Linked DNA regions of Mus musculus: all the other regions are linked to region 3. Evidence: chromatin contacts called from public Hi-C data. All regions are on one chromosome and are shown on one strand. Each heading gives the region's core, a stretch centred on a gene start, on an enhancer-like site or on the middle of the called end of the contact. The rest is flanking DNA. Distances are from core to core; before and after follow the strand shown. Region 1 has its middle 39 kb from the start of Gm24434. Region 2 has its middle 110 kb from the start of Gm24434. Region 3 has its middle 65 kb from the start of Gm40399.

Region 1 (3,566 bases), core at 361-2,860, 230 kb before region 3:
CATATGGCTTGTTGCCATCTTGGCTTGTGACCTCATCAGGATAGACACATGACACATGACTTTATCATCACCTTGCTCTTAAGGTGATCTTATGGTCTCCCTTTACTTACCATTATATTCCCTTTTTTAAACTAAGGAGGCAAAACCAGGCTTCCAAGATGGTTTCTCTTAAGAGTGGGTATTACAAAACAAAACAAAACTGTGGCATTTTTTGCTATCTTAGTTAAGCATTAGCTACTAAAAGAAATTGAGTCATAAAAAATAGCCAGGCCCTGTATTCTTACCTTGAAGCCTACAATGAGTATGCAGGCTTTGATAATTATACTTGTAGATGTTTTCTAAGAAAATCTAAAAGTCAATGTTTGCTATAGCTCATTTAATTTAGTTATCTTGCTTTACAAATTATGCCTCTAAAGACTCAATTGATTTTTAAATATACTGATGTTAAGAAATATGCATGCTGGGGTCAGTGTATGATGACCTGGAGACAAAAGGAGTAAAGAGTTGGCCTTCTCCTTCTATGTTAATTCCATCCCTATTACATGTAAATCGTTTGTTACAGATTTATCATGACTGACTGCTTTCATCTTTTATCTGTGGGTTGAATGTATGGAATGAAAATGTAAAAAATTTTTTAAAAGGTTCCATCAATAAGGCTAATTTTAGAAAATTTTATAAAGTGAATCATTTGCACTTGACAAAGCAATCAGTCTTTGAAAGCATACTTTTAAATTAGAAAGGGAAAATCATTTCTTTTCAGGAAAAATAATTATCTCTTTCTGTGGTCTTATATTTACTACATAATCTTGGAATATATATATATATATATATATATATATGTATATATATATATATATATTGATGGTAACAAAATACGTATTAAGAGATGTTTTCAAACACTAGATACAGACATTTAAAGTAATAATCTCCATTTAAATTTTTACCTTACAAATTTTTTCTAATCAATAATTGTATTTTACTTGAAATTCATTCAGTAATTGCTGATATTGCTAATACTTTAAACAAATATGTAATGTTCATATGGTGGTGGTTTGAATAGGAATGGCTCCCATAATTGAAGTATTTGGATGCTTGGTCAATAGGGAGTGGTATTATTAGGGGGTGTGGTCTTGTAGGATTTGATGTGGCCTTGTAGGAGGAAATGTGTCACTGTGGGGTGGGTTTTGTGCTCTAAAAATCTCAAGACCAGGCTTAATAGCTCAGTTACTTCCTATTGCCTTCAGATCCAGATGTAGAATTCAGCTACCTCTCCAGCACCATGTCTACCTACATGCCACTTTGCTTCCCACCATAATGATAACGGTCTAAACCTCTGAAACTGTAAGCTAGCCCCAATGAAATGCTTTCTTTGAAAAGAGTTTCTGTGGTCACTGCGTCTCTTTATAGAAATAGAAACCCTAACAAAGACACTCTGTGAAAGGAGGGAATATCACTTAGACACTTTCTGATCCAAGTCATGCATTGGATGATGATTTTAATTGACCGCTTTTAAAATCTTCCAGGTATTTGTTCCTTATGCAGGAGACTAATGTCACAAACAACTAATTACAATTACTGTGTCCTTCTACAAGACACTTGGACAAGCCAGTTGCGTGCTTGCACTTAACTCTTGTTAATCCTGATGTAAAAGTTATCCTCGTATAACTTTGCTACTTAATGCTCCCAAGGAAAGAAGTTGTACAGTTTATTGCCTCCTGACTTATGATCTAGGTCTTTAACAACTGTTAAGTTTTATCATGGCCCCTTAGAGGCCCTTTTATGAAGAACTCTAACTGCCACTTCCTTTATCGCTTATCAGTCAGCTATGAAGCTGTTGCCAAGAGATCAACACTCCCAAACGCCTGAAAGCACTTTGGCTGATCTCTAAAGGGGACTAATGGGCCATGGGCCATCCATCATCCCTCTTCTTGCCATACTGGACTTCATTTTAGGGACTCAAAAAAAACGAAAACAGCTAGACTGAAGCTATCTTTACATCAATTAACCCATCTCTCTTGTCAGCTCTGATCTGCTTAACATCCTTCAGGACCAGCTGGACTCAATGACTGCTGCAGTGCTCGAAAATTAAAACAGGACTAGACCAGACTGCTGCTAAGGATAGATTTGTGTCCTCCTCAAACAATGTTGCTTCTATGCCTGCAAATGATAATAGATTTGAAATGAGCCATAAAGACTAAGGTTTCTGCATACTCGGGCTCCTCCATTTGATCTCTCTTTCTTTCTTATTATGCTCATACTTATGTTTTTGCCTTCTCTTTCCAATATTTTATTTATTGAACTTCACCCTACACCCACACAAAGTATTCCACTAAAGCTCTTCCAATAGTTTTCACCACACAATAGCTCCATTTGTTCTCAATACAACTGCAAAAAGACCTTTTAAATACAGTGGAGAAACTATAGCTAAAAGGGACCTTCATCACCTTCACCCAGGGCCAATACAATTCTTTATATTAGTCCTCTGTTTCCCTATTTTTCTATAGAACACATGGACAAGCCAGTTTTGCAGTTACATTTAATTCATGTGACTCTTGATGTAAAAATTTTCCTTATGGTTGCTCACAGTCATCCCTTACACAGAGCACAGGGTCCTCAATGAAGGAGCTAGAGAAAGTACCCTAGGAGTTTAAGGGTCTTGCAGCCCCATAGGAAGAACAACAATATGAAGTGACCAGCATCTCCAGAGCTCCCAGGAACTAAGCCACCAACCAAAGAAAACACATACTGGGACTCATGGCTTTAGCTGCGTAAGTAGCAGAGGACTGCCTAGTTGGTCATCAATGGGAGGAGAAGCTCTTGGTCCTGTGAAAGTTCCATGTCCTAGTATAGGTTAATGCTAGGGCCAGGAAGCAGGTATGGGTGGGTTGTTGAGCATGGGGAGGTGGGAGTGGATAGAGGGTTTTGGAGGGGAAAGCTGGAAAAGGGATAACATTTGAAATGTAAATAAAGAAAATATCCAATAAAAAAGAAAGAAATGAAGCATATAATTGAGGTGGTAAGTCCTAGGGCCGTCAGTGGTAAGCTTCTGCAAAGTATAATTCCAGAGGCTGCTGCTCACTTTTGTCATAGCCCCTTTGAGGCCGTCTTTTTAAATTTATTCTTTAATCTCTTTTTACAGTCCAGACTTTATCCCCCTCCAGGTCCACCCTCACTGTCCCACATCCCACTCCTCCTCCCCACACCTCCTCCTGTCTCCACAAGGATATCCCCCTCAACCACACCACCAGACCTCCCCACTCCCTGGGGCCCCAGGTCTCTCAAGGGTTAGGTGCATCTTCTCTGACTGAGTCTAGACACAGCAGTTCTCTGCTGTATATGTTCCAGGGGCCACATATCAGCTGGTGTATGCTCACTGGTTGGTTGCTCAGCATCTGAGCGATCTCAGGGGTTCAGGTTAGTTGAGACTGGTGGTCTTCCTACAGTGTCACCCTCCTCCTCAGCTTCTTCCAGCTTTTCCCTAATCCAACCACAGGGATCACCAGCTTCAGTCCATTGGTTGGGTGCAAATATCTGCATCTGACTCTTTCAGCTGCTGGTTGGCTCTT
Region 2 (3,537 bases), core at 935-3,434, 150 kb before region 3:
CTTCATACATATCTTAATAACAACAGAATTTTGTACACATGTCAAAAATATTTTGAGGGACTATTTTACAGACAGGTTAAGTCATTTTATCCTTCATGTTAAAACGCCATTTTGGAATTTAATTCAGTACTGTTTGTGATTTTGTGACTATTTTCTGAGGAGGACCCCCACCATATTCAGGAAAAAGGATATGCACATAATGAGGAAATGAATGATTGCTTTGGTACTTTTCCCAAAATTCATCTTGGCAAAGAGATTTTTCACACCCCAAATCTTCACATCTGCAATTGCAAAATAACTAATTCGTTGCCAAGCCATTGTGCACATTCCAGGACCCCAGCCAAGATTTAATACTGGCATCATTAAGTAAAAACTATAGTAATGGTAAATACTGTACTTCCTTGCTTCATTTTGCCAATCGTTGATGTCACTAGTACCCTGTTCTTTAGGAAACTTAATTAAATTCTTTCATTCAGATAATCAACATTTGTGCTTCCAACCACTCTTTAAATAGAGTCCTTCTTTGTCTGGCAGCTGTGAGAACTTTGTAGCCCATCCTCTCACAGAAACAAATAGAGGAAAATAACAAAGTTCATTTAACACGCAGATAATGGAATCCTGTTTGTGAAATACCACCAATTGGCAGGGTGCAGTCCTGATCATAAAGCTTAATCCCCACATTGATTCGGGGCATGTGGGTGTCTGTCAGTGGCCTTGGTAAAGATGAGCTGACTGCTTCAGTGCCCACATCAGAATCATTTTCTTGTCCAGAGAGAGGATAGAGATCTTGCTAAACATACAGCTCTAAAATATCACCAAGCTATACATTTTAAATCATGGCTAATATATTATTTGCCTTTGCAAACAGTTGTTTATTCACTTTAGAGATTTTAGTAAAAAGATGTTAAACATGAATGTGTGTATGGGTTGTGTGGGTGTGTGTTTGTGTGTGTGTGTGTGTGTGTGTGTGTGTGTGTGTGTGTGTAGCATGCCATCACAGAAAAGATGCTTTTCAATTTGGTTGTTCAGACCATCCCTAGTATTCAATAAAACAATTGCATAAATTTAGCAAAAAAACAGCTATTTCCTTGCTCTCTCACTCTCCTACCTTCTTCTAAATACATGTTTACATATATGTACAGTTATATGCATTCATACATACATATGCATACACATATATATACACACGCATTCTCACACACATACACACAGATTTACACATATGCATACACATAGATACACACACATGTGCACACACACACTTACACACACATATGTATTCTTTTCAAGCCACAATGTTTATAACTGGTCTTAGGTTGTTACAGATATATTATTTATCTCCTGCTCACCCTGAATAATGCTGATATAAAAGTATTTTTAGAGACTTTTCATGTCATCTTGACTTTTCAAAATATTTATAAATATTTAAAATGTTTGAGTGGATATTGACCTTTGACCATAGAGTACCTTGTCTATTAAAATATGCTTTATTATTCTGTCACCTTATATATGAGCCCTCAAACCCAAATGCCAAGCATCAGAAAACATGTACTTATAAAATCTGCTCTCATAATCTACTGAATAGACCACTGGACTACAGGCAGCAAGATAATATCATGAAGTCAGACAGGCTGCTTGATATGCCTTGTGTTTTAGACAGAATAACTCTTTCACATGGACAACACACTAAAAATACTGGATAGCTGACATATACAGCTAACTCAACAAGATCCATGCATAATAATGTTAGAAAACCCATACCCTTCAAATACTCTTTTTATTTCTGTAGGAATATTTTTATTAGCTTACTCTAAATTAGCTACAGCTCCCACATTTTTGTTTTACCCTTTCACAGTCTCTTATGTTGGCAGAAGTCCCTTCTAACATCGGTCCAAATCTCTTTTCTATCTAGTGTTTGACTTCCCTTGCTGGCCTCCCGCAAGTCAAATAAAGGGCCACCGGCCATTTAATTATCCTACAAACATACTCTCAGTACCAAACATGTTTGCCATTCTCTAAGAGAAGGAAAATCTATTCTTCTAAATATAAAAAGATAACAAAATAACCATATACAGCAAGTATGCATTGACTAAATGTACTTGACAGTCTAGTCAGGTACACAAAGCCACAGAGCCATAAATCTCTAACCTCCTGGATGCAGAACTCCACACGGTGCTCTAGTTAATTAGAGTTCAGCATAGATATTTCTCTAGATCAAATCAGCAGTCATGCAAAGTGTCTTGTTCCGAGAGAACAAACCCACTGGGAATGAATAGAGAAATACTCTTATCGAGCAGTAGAACACACAGTGTTTTTATTTCTTAATGGAGTTTCTATTTCTGCACTGGAAGTCTGCAGTTCTGTGCTCCTCATCACGAGTGCCATTACTGAAAATGAAACTGCTCACTCTTATTTGAAGCTTTACCACAGCTCCCTCCCCACGTGCTTGTTTCTAAAAAGATAACCAAAGCTGCATACAGTGTGCCTAAGGACAATGTGTGGTCCTCACATTAGCATCCCTTTCCTAAGATAGGCACCGCAGCCACTCAGCCTATGTATTTTTACCTAGGCTTAGACTTTTAGCTCCCTGAGGATTTATGCAGCCCTCATGCAATGAATCTCAACAGACTCGAACAGATTGGGCATTGTAAGTAGGGCATAATACCATTTGTTACGAAGGGACCAGGCATATGTGATACTTTAGTCACAGAGCAGACAGGTCACTTTCTCACAATAAAGACTTGAAAATGAGAGGCCTTCCCATCTGTACAGAGGCATGGTGAGTCCTCTGCATCAGCCTTATCATCTTGTCAACATCGTATGTGCAAGTGAGAGTCTCAGTGTATTGCCTCAAGTCATGAGCAAGGCCAAAACAGGATCACTTTAGATAAATTAAAGCAATTCAAGGACAGCAAACTCTACCTGTTGGGTTAGAGTTACAAGCCACAATCATTTGACACCTTTTCTCCTACATGTTTCGTCACTAAGTAGAAAGGGAAAGATGGCTAAAGATACAAAATCTTCAAAGAAGCTTTATTTTCTGGCCACCAGGCCAAGGCACATTAAGGCACTGGAAGAAATGCAAAGTTGCACAGTAACTCTGAGTTTTTCTATCTACAGCGGAATTGGATATAGTTAGTGTTAGTCAAACAAATGCTATTTCCTATCCTCATGTGGGCAAGTCCATTTAGCACAGTAACAAAAGCTGGAAGAAGCAGAGGAGCCAGGAATGCTCACTCACTGCTGGTGAGAAAGTTAACTGGTGCAATCGAGTGGACTCCCCCTCTATGTCTGTGGCACATGAGTCTGTACATGGCCATACATAAGTGGCAGACTACAGACTCAGCATCATCCCTTCACTTCCATCTGCAACAATTGAAGCCCCTGCTTCCGGGCTTCACTCATAGGAAAATATTATATTAAACACGAGATGTATTTGACCAGAACTCACTCTCTCATACTTCTGCCAGTGGGAAGATAACCCACTCCCGGGAGTGACACATGCAGAGAGGGTTACCACACAGGGGAACGAAGCCC
Region 3 (3,325 bases), core at 606-3,105:
AACCTGGAGTGTTGGGAAACCCTGCTATTAGGGTCGTAGTCTACCATAACCACACAGCTAGCTCCCTGGGCTTGGCACAAAATGGAAGAGTCCCATAGCCGGGCGTGGTTGCCCACGCCTTTAATCCCAGCACTTGGGAGGAGGCAGAGGCAGGTGAATTTCTGAGTTCAAGGTCAGCCTGGTCTACAGAGTGAGCCCCAGGATAGCCAAGGCTACACAGAGAAACCCTGTCTCGAAAAAAAAAAAAAAAAAAAAAAAAAGAGGAAGAGTCCCTTTTCCAGTGGGGCTTCCTCTTCTATGCCTGATCTTATCTGGGGAACCTTACCTGATCCCCAGCATCCTCTACCTGAGAAATGTCACATAGACTTTGGCAAAATTACATGTTCAAACTTCCTTTCTCCCTGTAAGAACCTGCCCAGCAAGTACATGGAATGCCTCTCCATGCAAATGAGGCATTCCCGGTACCTTAATTCCCAGCCAAAGTACATTCACCTGAAAAGCTCCTTCCTACTCCCCAAGGTATGCCCTTGCATACATATTCAAATACATATACACATATAATTAGGAGGTACAAGCTCTTTCACTGAATATTGCCTAGAAGATCTATAACACTGAAATCCTTGGAGAGCCCATCCCTGGCCAGGCCCCTCACAGATGGACTGAGGTCCTGCTGATTCACTTGTTCCAGCCTCCACTTCATTCTTGCCCTCCCACTGAAGATCGGTGCCTAGGCTAAGGGCTAAGGGAGGAAGTAGAACTCAGAACCACACAGAACTCTTCAATTCAGACCCCGTAAGGCTAGATTCAATAAACCAATGAGCTTGAGGAGCCTCTTACCGACACCTCCCCAGACCTGAGATCACAAGCACGAACTACTGCATTCGGTATTTTGGGTGGATTTCTGGGGACCAAGATCAGGATCATAGTCTTGAGTGATGAACATTTTACCTACTGAGCCGTTTCCGCAGCCTCTGGAAGACATTTCTTCAGTGAAATCCTGACAAGCGCTGACAAGCCTTCCAGACAGCTTCTTCTTTGAGGTCATATCTGATTTATTGCAGGTCCACCCTGATTTACTTCAGGCTCTGAGTAGCTGCACATGTTAAAAATCACAGATGAAACAGATAGGAGATAACTTTAGCTAGTTTGAGTATCCTTAAGTCCTGTATGATAGCTTAACATGCAAATGCTTTGCATCTTAATCATTATAATTATCTATCTAAAGAGACATTTTCTTGATTATTGTCCCTGCAAATTTTTCAGGTAATTAGTATGAGAAAACAATTTTCATTTATCACAGTTACTTCCCAGTGAGTCATGAACTCTAGCCAATTAGAGATGTGTTTCATTTGGGTGAATGGATGTCAATTAAGCAGCACAAGCCGATATTTAGGATCAGAATACCCAATTAGAAACCATGATGCAAAACAAAACCAGTCAATGGACACTATAATAGCTCATTGTAAAGAAGTTTGCAGCATAATTAGATTATTATCTGCTCTACCAGAGACAGATGCTGAAAGCTACATCTCTCATTAGCACAACTGAAGTTTCGTACCACTATGCTTAATCAAAAGCCAGTTTCAGGGAGCATTTTACTGAAAATATGTTATTTATTAACTCAACAAATCATGCCATTCGAGAGATATATAAAGAACCTAAGCTGTGTGCCCCCTGTGTGCTTTGACCTGAATCACATGGTGACAGACAGTCAGGAAGTGGGAGCTAGGGAAAGTTCTGTTACCAGGAGTTCCAGTTAATCCCCAAATGAGATCAGCTAGCACTAGTTCAGTAAGCACCAGGAAGGTGGTGACCAAGATGCTGTCTGTGTGGCCAGGAAGGTGGTGACAGTGATTGTGGTTGTGTAGCTAGGAAGGTGGTAGCTGAGATCTTGTCTGTGTGGCCAGGAAGGTAGTAGCTGAGATCATGTCTGTGTGGCCAGGAAGGTTGTAACTATGATCATTTCTATGTGGCTCACTCCTCCATTCCTGGTGTCAAACATGAGATATGCCATACTGAAAGTATTTAATAAAATAGACCAAATGTAGAGAAAAAGAAAACCTCATGCTGTCCCCCACTGTCCTAATAAAGAAATTCATTCTTCTTCCCCAAGAGTGAGAGTCTGATACACAAGGAAGCCAAAAACAACTCAGAGAACAAAGAGGCAAGATATTAGTGGTGATGGAGACTCATTCCCAAGCTTAGAGACTGGGAAATGCAAATTTCATTTGTACTGAATTCTAGTAAAATAAATAAATAAATAACATTGACAATTATTACTTTAAAAGTTTCCTTTTTAAATTTTGTTCATAAATATGATTTTTTCACTAATATCATATGTTTCTCTTCCCCTCTCACCTCCAACATTAGTACACTTTAGATTCAATGTTCATAAAACAAATGCTCTTATGCTAGACTAAGGATGCAGTAGCAATGCCATTTACAATTAACCTCTGTAGATGAACCCCAGGTCCAGTTTTCCATGTCACAAGAGTAATTTAGTAATTCGTACAAAATTATTATGATCATTAGTAAGGAGTCTGCATCATTAGTTATTTTAAAAACTAGAAATGTTTTAAATAATAGATAAAATAAGGTTTTTTAATTAAATTAAATAAAATAAAGTATTCAGGTAGTCTGGTGTCTATTTGGGTTACTATCACAAAATTCAATGACTCTAGTAGTTTATAAATCTACAATCAATTTCTCTGAGTTCTGGAGATTAGAAGCACAAGAATAAGACACCAGAAGCTCTCATGTTTGATGAGGGCTCTATGCCTGGTTTACACTTGGCATCCTTTGGCTGTAGTATCAAGCAGACACAGGGTAACAAGTCCCTTGGGACTCTACTATAAAAGCACCTATATCTTGGCTTTCCTGACCAAATCATTTACCAAAAGCCAGCCTCAAACAGCATCATCTTCCGATGTTTTGATGAAGTGAAAAAAAAAAATTGAACTGAGGGTGTAGATTACATTCTCCACAGGAATGACTCCCTTGGTTTAATCCTCAGCAGCAGATATACACATATGTACATGTGTACATTCATACAATATGTACATATACATGCACATACATTCATACATGGACATACATACATCTACATTTACCCATGCTTACCAAAAGTTAATTCAATAAATTATAACACAGAACATTACTTGTCACTATTTTTATTACATGGTTTGCAGTGCTGGTGAAATAAATATGGTATGCCTTGCTAACTAGCCTATTGATCTGAAACTGCTTTTCATTCCCAGTGATTTTAGATAGATGGATGGATAGATAGATAGATGGATAGATAGATAGATAGATAGATAGATAGATA

The links. A called contact is a pair of places that touch in the nucleus more often than the background predicts.
Region 1: a Hi-C map of the N1E-115 cell line shows a contact between it and region 3, with 4 times the contacts expected there. The contact joins two enhancer-like sites. A contact is called at or near these places in 6 of 484 Hi-C or Micro-C datasets (the N1E-115 cell line, cerebral cortex, embryonic fibroblasts and 2 more), 3 of 115 datasets of contacts at active chromatin or transcription factors (embryonic stem cells and large pre-B cells) and 1 of 9 other capture datasets (embryonic stem cells).
Region 2: a Hi-C map of the N1E-115 cell line shows a contact between it and region 3, with 2.8 times the contacts expected there. The contact joins two enhancer-like sites. A contact is called at or near these places in 6 of 484 Hi-C or Micro-C datasets (the N1E-115 cell line, cerebral cortex, cortical neurons and 1 more) and 3 of 115 datasets of contacts at active chromatin or transcription factors (embryonic stem cells and large pre-B cells).

What each region holds. Positions count from the first base shown.
Region 1 is chr12:39,658,786-39,662,351 of GRCm38.p6, forward strand. No RefSeq gene overlaps it. Among named protein-coding and RNA genes, the nearest start is that of Gm24434, 39 kb to the left of the region's middle. Within about 2 kb of position 1,611, at least 2 of the 459 cell types and tissues checked have an H3K27ac peak or open chromatin away from gene starts, as enhancers often do. A contact at or near this core is called in the N1E-115 cell line, where this site is marked.
Region 2 is chr12:39,734,002-39,737,538 of GRCm38.p6, forward strand. No RefSeq gene overlaps it. Among named protein-coding and RNA genes, the nearest start is that of Gm24434, 110 kb to the left of the region's middle. Within about 2 kb of position 2,185, at least 27 of the 459 cell types and tissues checked have an H3K27ac peak or open chromatin away from gene starts, as enhancers often do. A contact at or near this core is called in the N1E-115 cell line, where this site is marked.
Region 3 is chr12:39,884,121-39,887,445 of GRCm38.p6, forward strand. No RefSeq gene overlaps it. Among named protein-coding and RNA genes, the nearest start is that of Gm40399, 65 kb to the right of the region's middle. Within about 2 kb of position 1,856, at least 10 of the 459 cell types and tissues checked have an H3K27ac peak or open chromatin away from gene starts, as enhancers often do. A contact at or near this core is called in the N1E-115 cell line, where this site is marked.